2 separate regions of the Mus musculus genome follow, and region 2 is linked to region 1. A link is a contact called in public promoter capture Hi-C data. All regions are on one chromosome and are shown on one strand. The core of a region is the stretch at or near the end of the contact, and the rest is flanking DNA. Distances in the headings are between cores, read along the strand shown. Region 1 holds the start of Tspyl1 (testis-specific protein, Y-encoded-like 1). Region 2 holds the start of Hs3st5 (heparan sulfate (glucosamine) 3-O-sulfotransferase 5).

Region 1 (6,075 bases), core at 1,647-4,146:
TGATATAGTAGCCACATGGACATGGAAATTCCATTAGACAAGTGTAGAGTGCACAGTGCAGTAGCTGGGCTACTGTGCAAACATGCTTCCTATGTCCCCAGGCTTCACCTCTTTCTCAAGCTGGTCAACTGTGGACAGCTTTTGGGACCGCTTGGCAGGAATCTGACATTGGGCCATGACAAGGAAGTAAGTTCAGGCTAGAATCTAATTTTAGGCTAGAACAAAGAAGTAGGCTTCAGGCAAGAATGGGAATTTGGCCTAGGACCCAGAAGTAGGCTCAGATATCTTCTTCATCCTGATAAGCCCTTAGAAACAGGACTTTGTTTATTGCTTTGCTTGTTCCTTGACTATTTGTACTTATTGTCTTGCTTGTTCCTTCACCTAGATCTGACTTATTACTTACATGTAATTAAAATGATATAAAAGCAGATTTGGAAAAAAATAAACCTGCCTCAGCCTCAGAACTGGCTGGGTCATGCTACAGTGTTGTCTAATTGTCTTTTTTCTTTTTAATCTTCTCTGCTGCCCTGGAGAACCTGTTGACTGATTGAGCTGGCTTGGTCAGTCAGTCCTTATCCAAAGCAGGAACCAAGTCAAGCTCATTTCCTCCATAACACATACATTCAATATCCTTATCTGAATGAATGCATTAATGCTCTACCTGAAATCATTAAGTTAGTGCACAAAAACTTAATTAAAATACATGTAAGCTTCAGCATAGAATGTAAATAATATTACTATGTTCTGCTAATTGAAAGCTTACAATGCTACCTACTTTATATATCATTTTATACTTTATACATCTTGTGTCATCTTCATATTAGAGTTCTAAAATATAAATGATAGTTTCCATTTTAAGTATTAACAATTATTTGAAATTGTGGGGCAGTGGTGGCACATGCCTTTAATCCCAGCACTCTGGAGGCGTAAGCACCAGATAGAGTTCCAGGACAGCCAAGGCTACACATAGAAACCGTCTTGAAAAACAAAGACAAAAATCAAAACAAATCAAATTAATTCATTGATTGGTTGTGTGTGTGTGTTTGTGTGCCATGGGGGATCCTTGTGGTGAACAAAGGAAAACTTGCAGGAGTCATTTTTTCTTTCTTCCCCATTGGTCCGGTCTTGGGGATTAAACTTATCTTTAGGCTACGCAGCAAGCACCTTTGCCTGCCTAGAGGGGTGACTTGTCCAGGTCAAACAAACCAAAGCTAGAACTTGAATCAAGTTGAAGACAAATGGGGACCTTGTCAGACTAAACAAAACCAAGTGGACACTTCTATATGATAGTTAGTGGAAAATAATAATAAAATGAATCATGTCTAAGATGCATCGTCTAACATTCATAGTTTAGTCTCAGTAAAAGACTGTGGCTCAATTTCATTTACAAGAATCCATTCTGTCATAGGTGTAGCATCATTTTCTAAAGGAGAAGTCGCTCCCTCTAGTGACAGTCGTTGGAAATAACACGCCTAGCAAGAATTTAACCGTGGAAATTCCTTTCTCTGTGTGGAAGAAACAGTGCAAGGGAGAGAGGAGGAGACATTATTTACCAGAACTTCACCAAAATTGGATTACAGTTTCAGAAGACCTGACATAGGCATCTGTGTCACTCTCCATCCGCAGTTACTTTTATGAGATGTGTAATTTTCTAACCACGCCATTCTTATTGGTGCGTTTACCACTGTGATAAATGCCACGTCATATAGTTCTTATAATAACCTAAGTCGGTGACCCCTTTGCTATACTAAAATCGCCACCACTACAGTAAGCTTTATAGTAAAATTGTTAAATTTTCTATTTATGTGTGTAGATGGGTTATATTGTCTATGAACTTTATCGAAAAACGTTAAATGGTGTTTTGGAAATATTTGTTATACAGAAGGTGACATTTTTCTGGTAAATTTGAATTTGAGGACCACGAATAACTACCTTCTTTTTCTCAAAACAGAAAGGAAATGAATGTGTTCTTAAATATTAATCTATTTATGGATGCGGAAAGGAGGTGGGAGAAAATATGTATCAACTTGATATAGACTATGCATTTATGCCTATGTCCTAAAGTGACGTCACATCCCGTTCAGAGAACCCGGGAATCAAATGTCCAGGGCTCAAATCATCGCTCTGTCATTTTCTATGTTATTCTGGTAAGAGACCCAGTCTCTCCTTGTCTCAATAAAATGGATATCTTAATACATCAGAGGATTGTTATGCAAACTATTCGATGCCACGGTGCAAGACACACCAGTAAAAACAATCATTAATGATGACCACAAAATCTTTTCCAAAAAGAATAATTCCCAAAGCAAACCCACAGATCTTTGTTCCCCAGTAACGTCAGAGCTTAGAATAGAACTGAGTTTTTATTATTATTTTGAGCCAACGTGTATGCAGCCCAGGTTAGCCTCCAAGTCAACGATCCTCCTCAGCACCAGAGCACTGAGGCGACAGACAAGGGCCATCACACCAAGCTAGACTTCATTATTTTTTTCAGTTCTGTGGTGGTGGTGGTGGTGGTGGTGGTGGTGGTGGTGGTGGTGGGGAACCGTGGCATTCACCTTGGTTAATACAAACATTTGGCTCCTAGCTTTGTCTAATACCAGGAGGTGTTTTTACCGTTCCACATAAGTGGAAAGGGGATGAACTTGTTTGCAGACACAGACACACACACGGCTGCAGCCCGGATGCGGGCGAAGGGTCCAGAAGCCAGGTCCAGAAGCCCCGCCACTGTCTTCAGTCTCCTAGGATGATTGACATCCCTTTACGGAAACAAACGTGACAACCGCTATCCGCTACATTTACAGAAGCCAAACAAATACGGAAGTCACGAGCTGAAGAACCAATCAGGTGCGCTGCAGGTTCTCGCGAGACTTGCGGGCTGTGGCTCTGGCGTCACTGCGCTGGAGAGAGCGAGGGGCGGAGCTGGGGTTGCGGGGGACCGTGAGGGTTGTTGTTTGTAGGCGGAGGTCTGCGCGACTAGACCCGACATGAGCAGCCCGGAGCGGGACGAGGGGACCCCTGTCCCCGACAGCCGCGGCCACTGCGATGCTGACACTGTCTCGGGGACCCCAGACCGGCGACCGCTGCTCGGCGAGGAGAAGGCGGTGACAGGTGAGGGCCGCGCAGGGATCGTGGGGAGCCCCGCGCCCCGAGATGTCGAGGGCCTTGTCCCCCAGATTCGGGTGGCCGCAGCTAGGCAGGGAGAGTCACCTCCTTCCGTTCGGGGCCCCGCGGCAGCGGTGTTCGTGACACCGAAATATGTGGAGAAGGCCCAAGAAACTCGGGGAGCGGAGTCCCAGGCCCGTGACGTGAAGACGGAACCGGGCACCGTCGCGGCTGCAGCGGAAAAGTCAGAAGTGGCCACGCCAGGGAGCGAGGAGGTGATGGAGGTGGAGCAGAAGCCCGCGGGCGAAGAAATGGAGATGCTGGAGGCGAGTGGAGGAGTGAGGGAGGCGCCGGAGGAGGCAGGGCCCTGGCACCTGGGCATAGATCTTCGCAGGAACCCGCTGGAGGCCATCCAGCTGGAACTGGACACTGTGAATGCTCAGGCCGACAGGGCCTTCCAACATCTGGAGCAGAAGTTTGGGCGAATGCGACGACACTACCTGGAACGGAGGAACTACATCATTCAGAATATCCCAGGCTTCTGGATGACTGCCTTCCGGAACCACCCTCAGTTGTCCGCCATGATTAGGGGTCGGGATGCAGAGATGTTAAGGTACGTAACCAGTCTGGAGGTGAAGGAACTGAGACACCCTAAGACTGGCTGCAAATTCAAGTTCTTTTTTCGAAGAAACCCCTACTTCAGAAACAAGCTGATTGTCAAGGAATATGAAGTGAGATCATCTGGTCGAGTGGTGTCTCTTTCCACTCCAATCATTTGGCGGAGAGGGCATGAGCCCCAGTCCTTCATTCGCAGAAACCAAGATCTCATTTGCAGCTTCTTCACCTGGTTCTCGGACCACAGCCTTCCAGAATCTGACAGAATCGCTGAGATTATCAAAGAGGATCTGTGGCCAAACCCACTGCAATACTACCTGTGTCGTGAAGGAATCCGTAGACCCCGACGTCGCCCAATAAGGGAGCCAGTGGAGATTCCCAGGCCTTTTGGCTTCCAGTCAGGTTAATCTTTGCATTTGAAAATGCGGCCGGAACTGGTCCCTTCTCACCTGTGCTTGAGCAAATGCAACGGGTATGCAGTGTTTTGATTTCTTTCCTCCTGACTTTTCTGCATCTTCTATCTGGATAGTCTCCACCTCGAGATTAAGACTGGACATGCTTCTGCTTTCCCATGGCCTTCATGCTGTTCTGAATTAGTATCTGCTGGTTCACGGCCCTGGCTTATACCCTTTCTAAGCTCAACAATGAAACTGTATGTTACACTGCCTTTACACTGTTTGGACCCTATTGTTTTCAGTCTTACCTGTTTACTGCCACCTAGATGTCTTGCTTTAACTGGGGGCCCTTCTATTTATCTGTTCATCATGTGGCAACGTGGACACAGAGTTTTTGGACAGTTGCTGAGCCTAAACATTGAAGGAGTGGGCCACTGTCTGTGTGATTTTTTTTTTTTTTTTTTTTGGCACCACTTTCTAGGTTATATCACACTCCATTGTGTTTGCCAGTGCTCCTCACCCTCACTCTCCCACCTTTCTCCTGCTATTTTAAAGAAAAGTAGTTCAGAAACATCTGTAAGGCCAGGAGTCATTTATACTTAGCATTTCCTGAGAAGATACTCTGTAAAAGAGGAAACAACTCTGCCTTGTCTCCTCTCTTACCCACTCCCCAGCCTGGTTAGCAAGCTCTAAAAAGCTTCCAGGGAGACAGCTAGATGGAAACAGCTGAGCCCTTCCTAATATATGGAAGAACTAAAGAAGTTTTGATGGGTACTCTAAGCAGAAAAAGTGAGCTGAAAAGGCTTAGAATCAAAATAAGTCAGATAAAAATTGGGCTGAGAATGAAGACAGGACACAGCTTACACATCTTGGTCAGTCAGTGGTGATGGGAAGAGAACTAATTTCTCAGGAAAAAATATTTTCTCTGAGTGTTGAATGTTGCCTAGATAGTGCTTCTTTAAAGAAGCAGTGCAAGTTTGAGTTATTTTCCTCTCTTTATATGTGATCTGATATAAGTGAAAGTATAATATTTTGCCCATCTTTTACCAATATTTAGTAAAATGCTACTTGTTTCAACTTACTGAAAAAATTTAAACACTTTTGTTTGCATTTATTTGAAACCATTTGGAATATTGTAAGACAACTCACTCTGTAGACCAGGCTGGTCTTGAACTCAGAAATCCGCCTGCCTTTGCCTCCCAAGTGCTGGGATCAAAGGCGTGCGCCACCACTGCCTGGCTAACAGTAGTCTTTATAATACTGAGACTGAATATTCGTAACAGTTTTCGATATTACTCCAAATTCTTAGAAACGGCTTGGATAATTGGTCTTAATCAAATGTGTCAAATTATTGTTTTCATGGAAAAGTAAATATGTGACTTGATTGTCTTGATATAGTTATAAAAGTACTTTGTCAGCACTGTATATTTGTTGCCATTTTTATGCATGATGGTAAATAAAAGCATGGCATCCTGTTAGATGGCTTTTTTTTTTTTTTAATCCCCAACCTGGCCGTAAACTTGCCTTAATGGGTTTGTATAATTGACAAGATTGTTGAATTATTCAATTCCTTAAACGTACACAATTGACATCCCAGAGGTACCAAGAGTAGTTGTTTCTCCTGCTTGAAGAGTAGTTGTTACTGTCATTGTTTTGTTGCTGTAGAAGGTTGACAGTTACAACTGCTTACTGAGATTGCAGATCTTCCCACACAACTTGTGCAGTATCACCATACCTTCACTTCTTCAGGTTCACAATTTCTGTCTCCACATATGATATTTTTCATGTGTTATTCAACTATACTTTTCATAAGCAGACACTTATAAAGTATTTACCATGTAATACTATTTTTATACCTTTTCAGTTGAAAATATTTTCTTAACTTTATCATTAACTTCCATTTGTCGAATAATTCAAAGCCTATTAGGGTAACTTCTCTGCCTTGTATTATTTATGTTTC
Region 2 (6,173 bases), core at 922-3,421, 2.2 Mb after region 1:
TCTGGAAATGCCGCTTTGGGTGGAGATTAGCTTTTGGGAGCTCTGCGTTTTGTGTCCCTTAACCTTGTCTTCCGCCACTAAGTGAGCGAATGGTGCTGGCTGGAACCATGCTTCAGATTGTCGAATCTACCAGGCTTTATTTAGCCTGAAGGCTAACCCTTTGACAGTAAGGCTAAATCTGTGACACTTTCCAAGTTCATCAGCTACTCAGGCTAAGGATTCTCTGAGGAAAAGTTAGAGGTTTTGAGAATGCATAGCCTTCTTGCAGGCTCCCTCCTGCTAGACATCACCCTGAGAGAGGAATGAAATAGATACATTTTACCCATCCTCTTTCCGCTAATCTTCCTCTTCCAAAGAATGTGTGTATCAATAAATAGATTATAGAAATAAACATTTAAATGGGTAGTTTGCTAATTAAAAGGATTGATAGGCAGAATAATGCATTCTTCAAAATCTATTATCATGCCTTTCTGAACTTTATTGCTTTTCAGCACTTTTCCTACTCAAGAAAAACAATATAGCAACATTTGCTCAGAAAAAAAAAAAAGCAAACTGTTTCTCTTCCTTTCGTATTACTTTTATTGTTTGAGATTTCTTTTAGACTATAATGTGGCATTGTGATTTTGAGATGGAAAAGAAATCCCTTGTCTTTCAAACATAAGAATGTGATTGGGTGCTATTGTTGCCAATGATGAGCTAAAGAGGTTAATGGATCACAGAGCTGGCAAACAGCCATCTCTCCTACTGCTCCTTACATTACACAATATACATGTGGATGCTGCTGCTGAGCTTATGATTTTTTTGAGTAGATGGTAAATAAGTTTATGGAAATTTAACTTATCTCTTCTGGAACTCAACAGTCGTGTCGTCCCCCCCCCCCCCCCCAGGCTGATAACTTAAAAATGGACTTTGAGATCTGAGCTCATGACCTTTGAGGATAATGATAAAGATGGGTCCCTGAAAGAAAGTGGGGCTGCTTCAAAATGAGAACCCAGAAACACGCTGTCTTATGGATTGCTGCCTACCTTTCATTTCTAGATAGACAGAATTAACACAGTGTGGTTGCAGTAACAGAAAGGATTGATATGCCGATTCTTTCTACTCTAGTGCACTGAGCAATAATATTGTGATGTCTTCCTAAAGGACTTGTACATTTGTGCAATGAAAAGTATTCAAGAAGCAGACTACCTCTACAGAAACAACCAGAGAAAGAAGGAATGGAAGGATAAACCATGTTTGATTATTTGTTCAGGCTACCCCCATGAGAGGGGGTAGTAACAATTTCCTTGTAATTGTGGTTAGTCAGGGATGCTTTTTGAGAATAGAAATTAGGAGGGAAGCACCGTAAATAAGCTTCCAGGTGGGCCCTCTTCCACCAGCAAAGAAGCTGAATCCAGCAAATCGACTCAGTTCCCTGGCCTGCCATTTTGCTGGAGGCAGAGGCTAGGACAGAGGAACTAAATTCGAAAGGTGAGTGTGCCTCTGGGTTTTGGAACTCCAGACCCACATGAAGGCTGAGACCAGAGCTCCTCTTTCCTACTAGGCAGTGATCGCCCCCTGTGACTCTGAAGGCACACAGCAGCCCAAAGCACCGTGGCTGACGCCACCAGCCCCTCCTATCCTCTGGCACTCTCACCTGGCATGCTGAAGTCAATGTAGTCTCTCTGGAAACCTGTGTGACCCCTCTCAAGCTCTGGGTCTGACTCCCAACTATCACAGCAGAGATCTGTCACACCTCCTCAGGAACCCGGTCTCTTCAATCTCTAAGTATCAAATTAATTATCTGCCAGCCCAGTAACCCATTCAAGGTTCTCAAAGCTGTGATCTTAGATTGCTCAGGAGCCCTGACCACCCACCTTACAGCTACAGCGTGCTAGCCAAAGCTCTCCGCTCCCGGGTGGGACGTGTTGTGGCCCAGCCTCATGTCCTCCGCCTCCCAGTATATCCTCTTCCCTCTTCAACCCCTAAGGCCAGGCCCTGCCCCTGCCTATTGGAGCTATGGTGCCTGCTCCCACCTCCGTTCCAAAGACACCTGCGCTCCATTCCCCACCCTTTTCCTCCTCCCCCTTTTCCTCTAGGTCCCTCTGCTGCCTTTAGGAGCACAGGAGCGGCTACGAGGGGAGGAGCAGAAGAAGGAGGGGAGCGCGAGGAGGAGAAGGGGCGGGGTGGGTGGGATGAGAGCTGGGAGGGTGTGGACTGGCAGCCACTCTGCAGCTGGCCGCCAGGGACCTGGTCCCTCCCGCGAGCCGAAGTGATGGAGGGGAAGATATCTTCTTAGACATACGCGCGCGCGCACATCCCGCTGGGCACGTCTCCGGGAGGCTGCAGCCGGCTCCAGCGCGCCAGGGACCGGGCGGCGGCTGTGACAGCGCGAGAGGCGGGGAGTCCGCGGTCCGCACAGCTTGGCACAGGCCACCGGAGTACGCAGGGAAGGAAGATCTCAGCCTCACTGACTGTTGCTCTTTTGGAGGCATCTCCAAGGACCGAGCTTTCTGAGATTGTCACTGCGGACGCCCGAGGCTTTGCCCCTCGCCTGCGGAGTCCGGGTCAGCGTCGGTGCCCGCGCCGGGCGAGGAGAATGCGAACCTCCTCCCGCAGAGCTCCTGCGGTCCCCTTCACTGCGCGAACTAAGGCTCCCGCAGCTGCCCCTGGCGTGCTCGCGCCGCGGGAGCGCGCCCTGCCGCACCTGGCTCCAGTCTCCTAGGGAAGTGCGGGAAACGTGCCCTAAACTCCACTACTTCTCTTCCCCTCCTTTGGCTTGCAGCTCCCCGCCCAGGACACCATAGCCGCCTCTGTCGCCGCCCGAGTGGAAGCCCGGGTACTGTGCTGCTTGTTTGCTCTGCTCGCCGGCTTGCTCCTAGCTGAGCATCCCAAACTACTGGACAACTGCCACTGCGATCGCGGGAACCACTTGGTGACCCGGGGCGACTGGCCTGGGCCACCACTTTCCAAGCCGAGGCTGTCACCACTAGGGACGAAGGTGAGTGAGCACTGCGCGCTGCTCGCCTGGTGCGGGAGAGAGGGTAGGGGGCTCGAAGCTCGGACTTTCTGAATTTAGGAGAAAGTGATAAGCGAAGTCACCTAGAGGAGGCATCCTTTTGCCCCACTCACTTTGTAGGGCGCGGCTTTTCTAGGCGCCTCCTGGGGAAGACTTTGAGCCTCTTGCTGGGGTAGGGGTTAAACTAATAGGACAAGAGAAACAGAAGGAGCAATTGCTTGAGCGAATTTAGCAGTCTGCCTCCAAGACTGTCCCCCCCGCCCTTCTGTCTGCCTGTCTGTCTTGCTCTGAGACCTACATCCAGCGCTCCCCTAGAATCAGATGCAGAACGCACAGTCACTGATGATGATCGCTCACAGTTTGGGATTCTGCTTGGCCACTTCTCCGCTAGTTGTGTACTGTTATTTGAAGTTATACGGTGGCTTTAAGGGGAGTGGGCTGCCCTGAAGTCCACGCAAAAAGCAGACAGGGTGAGCAGAGGTAGTTCCACTACCGCGGAAGTGGGTGCCTACTCTTTGAAGAAGACCCGACCGCTCCGCTCCTAAGATTCCCATTTCCTCAAGCTTCAATCTGCTTAACCCTTTCCACTCAAACCCAAAACAACAACACACACACAAACTCGCGCGCGGGATGAGTGCAATCGTGGGAGTGATCAAATTATTATTTCTAAGAAGTCTGCAAGCCGCTGTGACCCACTACAGCATACTGCCTCCTGGACTTAGCACACTGCCTAGTAAAGAAGGATTCTCCCCCGCCATCCCCGCCCCACTGCCTGATGTTGATGACTTTAGTGTTTATGGTTCCAGGAGCACACCAAGCGAACCTCTAGCGCTACTGCTACTAAGTCATTCCAGCTCTGTGGGCATAGGTCTTGGGCATCCCTCCTTTAGTGCTTTCACCCAAGAATGTGAGTTCTGGGGTGTTCTTTCCTTCCTTAGTGTTCTCTCTCTCTCTCTCTCTCTCTCTCTCTCTCTCTCTCTCTCATTTCATGGGAAATGCTAGTCTTTTCAGGGGATATTTAATGTCTGTAAAGTGCTTTACATCGTATTACTATTACTTTGTGGCTATATTTAATTGCCCTGTGACTCTCTTCTGATTGATGTAAGCTGAGCCTGATAAATGGCGTGCAGGGTCTTGAGTTGGAACAAAAAGGGCAGGCATCCTCTCTTCCTTTGCATTCTTCCTCTGCAAACTGCTTTGTTGACAGCCTTAAAAGTAGGTGCTTCTAAATGGTGTTGTTCAATGTTCATTCGCTACATACTTTCCAGCTTTAGACAAGTGTTTTCCTGCTACTGCTCACTTCAAAACATACCTGTCTACTTTTCAAAGAAGCTGTTGGAGATGATTAAAAGCAATTACCAAATTTGATATCAAATATAACTATTTTTAAAATGTTTTATTGCTATTAATTAGAGCACATTTTAAAACTACCTCTGTTCTTCCTCTTCATGGTTTTCCCCCTCTTTGTTCTTAGCAGGAGAAATGAGAGCACCTTTCCTTTCCTTTTCAACTATACTTGTTCACAATTAGTACTGTTTGCTATGACTGTATCAGCATCAGACTGGCCTCGGTGAGAAAATGGTTATTTGCTAGTGAATTGCCATAAAACACAGGCAATGAGACAAGAAACAAAGATCAGAAGGAAACTATTGTTTGACTGTATCTGTGTTCACTGCCCTGTATTAAACTGGGGTAAGCATAGTAGCTCTGGTCTCTCCTCCAAGTTACCCAGAGTTATTTAAATATGTTCTGTCCTCAATTAATAAAATAGAGATAGGCTTCATTACTTATGTAAAGTATTTTCAAGTATATCTGTCTAAACAACTTGTGAGGGAAATTACAGCCAGAGTACTCAGTCACTAGTCACAGCAGGTACTGGGTCCTGGTTTCTAGACTCAGCCAGACCTTGAGCTTAATGTTTGAAATCCCTGTATTTGCAGAGTCTTTACAGGATGTAAAGTGTTTGGATGGCATGCTGCCTTCACTCTCCTCACCGTCTCGCAGGCCTGCACAGATGTTTCTGAATGAATAACTTTCCTCCTCACTGAATTTGCACTCATTCAAAAAGTATTTCTTGAGCACATGAGCGCACACAATAAGCATAGCTGAGCTGGGCCGTTATTTAAAACAAGGAAAGATTATTGCTAGAGGGAGAATGTTTGCTCCTATGCTGTGTAAATGGAACTGTGGAACACTGCCTTTCTTGAGGAAGCAGCATCTTCCCCCAAAGTAGGTGATCAACCAACAAAGAACTGTTGACTCAAAAGTCATCTCAAAAGAGATGTTACAGTGTTATTGTTTCCACCTCAATTCTGTCATTATTTTTAAGCCATGTGTCATTTAGCTGACTCAACTCCAGATAACTGATGTCTCTAACTTCCTGGCTGCTTTCTTAGAGTAGGTGTCTGAGTTCTTAGGAGTAAGTCATGAATCTGCACTGGGTCACATTTCTAGCTCTGTCTTTCTGTATACTTCTCTGGAGTAGTGCCAGATCTCAATACATCATTAGTATTCACTTATGAATAAATGCAAATCTTCCTGTTGCCTCAAAAAAAGCAAACTGAGTTCATAGAATAGTGTTTTGCTCCCTCATTTCCTCATCCCTATACTTTTCTAATCTTAGAAACAGTAACACCTCTTAATAATGCAATTATATGCAAATGAGGAAGTTCACAAAAAATGATTGTTTATCTTCTTTCTTAGAGAAAAAGTGAAATTCCTTATGGAGATTTTAAATGGAAGGAATTTTCTTTGACTCTCTGGGCATATCTTGGCAGGATGAATTTTTTTATGGTAGTGACCTTTATTTAGAACTAAAATAACTGTAGTGAAAGACACTGTTCATTGATGGAGACAGTAAGAGTGCTCACTACATTTGATTGTAGCATATTTAAGGGTATAATGTGAGCTTAACACTAAAGTGTGTAACAGAAATTATTTGAGTGCTTACCTATTTTATTTGTTGTATTGCATAATTTTACATTTCTGTGCAATATTTTATTATAAAACTTCAATATTGTAATTGGGTAGTTATTGCTTGGTAATGGATTATAATCTGCTTTAGGGAAAGTGTATACATGGAGACAGAAAAATAAGAAAAAGGAATAATTATTCACAGGTTCATATTTTTTCAAGTCCTTTTTCAAGTATAGAGGCAAGTCAAAGCTATGACCTG

What was found. Promoter capture Hi-C pulls out the DNA fragments that hold promoters and counts their contacts.
Region 2: a promoter capture Hi-C map of cranial neural crest shows a contact between it and region 1. The contact joins the promoter of Hs3st5 here to the promoter of Tspyl1 in region 1. A contact is called at or near these places in 1 of 39 promoter capture datasets (cranial neural crest) and 1 of 115 datasets of contacts at active chromatin or transcription factors (astrocytes).

The regions. Positions count from the first base shown.
Region 1 is chr10:34,279,294-34,285,368 of GRCm38.p6, forward strand. Tspyl1 (testis-specific protein, Y-encoded-like 1) reads left to right here and starts at 2,897. Exons shown (of 1, transcript NM_009433.3): 1 at 2,897-5,592. The coding sequence starts at 2,988. The coding sequence ends at 4,127. The region is part of intron 1 of Gm26564 (a long non-coding RNA gene); the gene reads right to left.
Region 2 is chr10:36,504,636-36,510,808 of GRCm38.p6, forward strand. Hs3st5 (heparan sulfate (glucosamine) 3-O-sulfotransferase 5) reads left to right here and starts at 2,172. Exons shown (of 5, transcript NM_001253356.1): 1 at 2,172-2,980.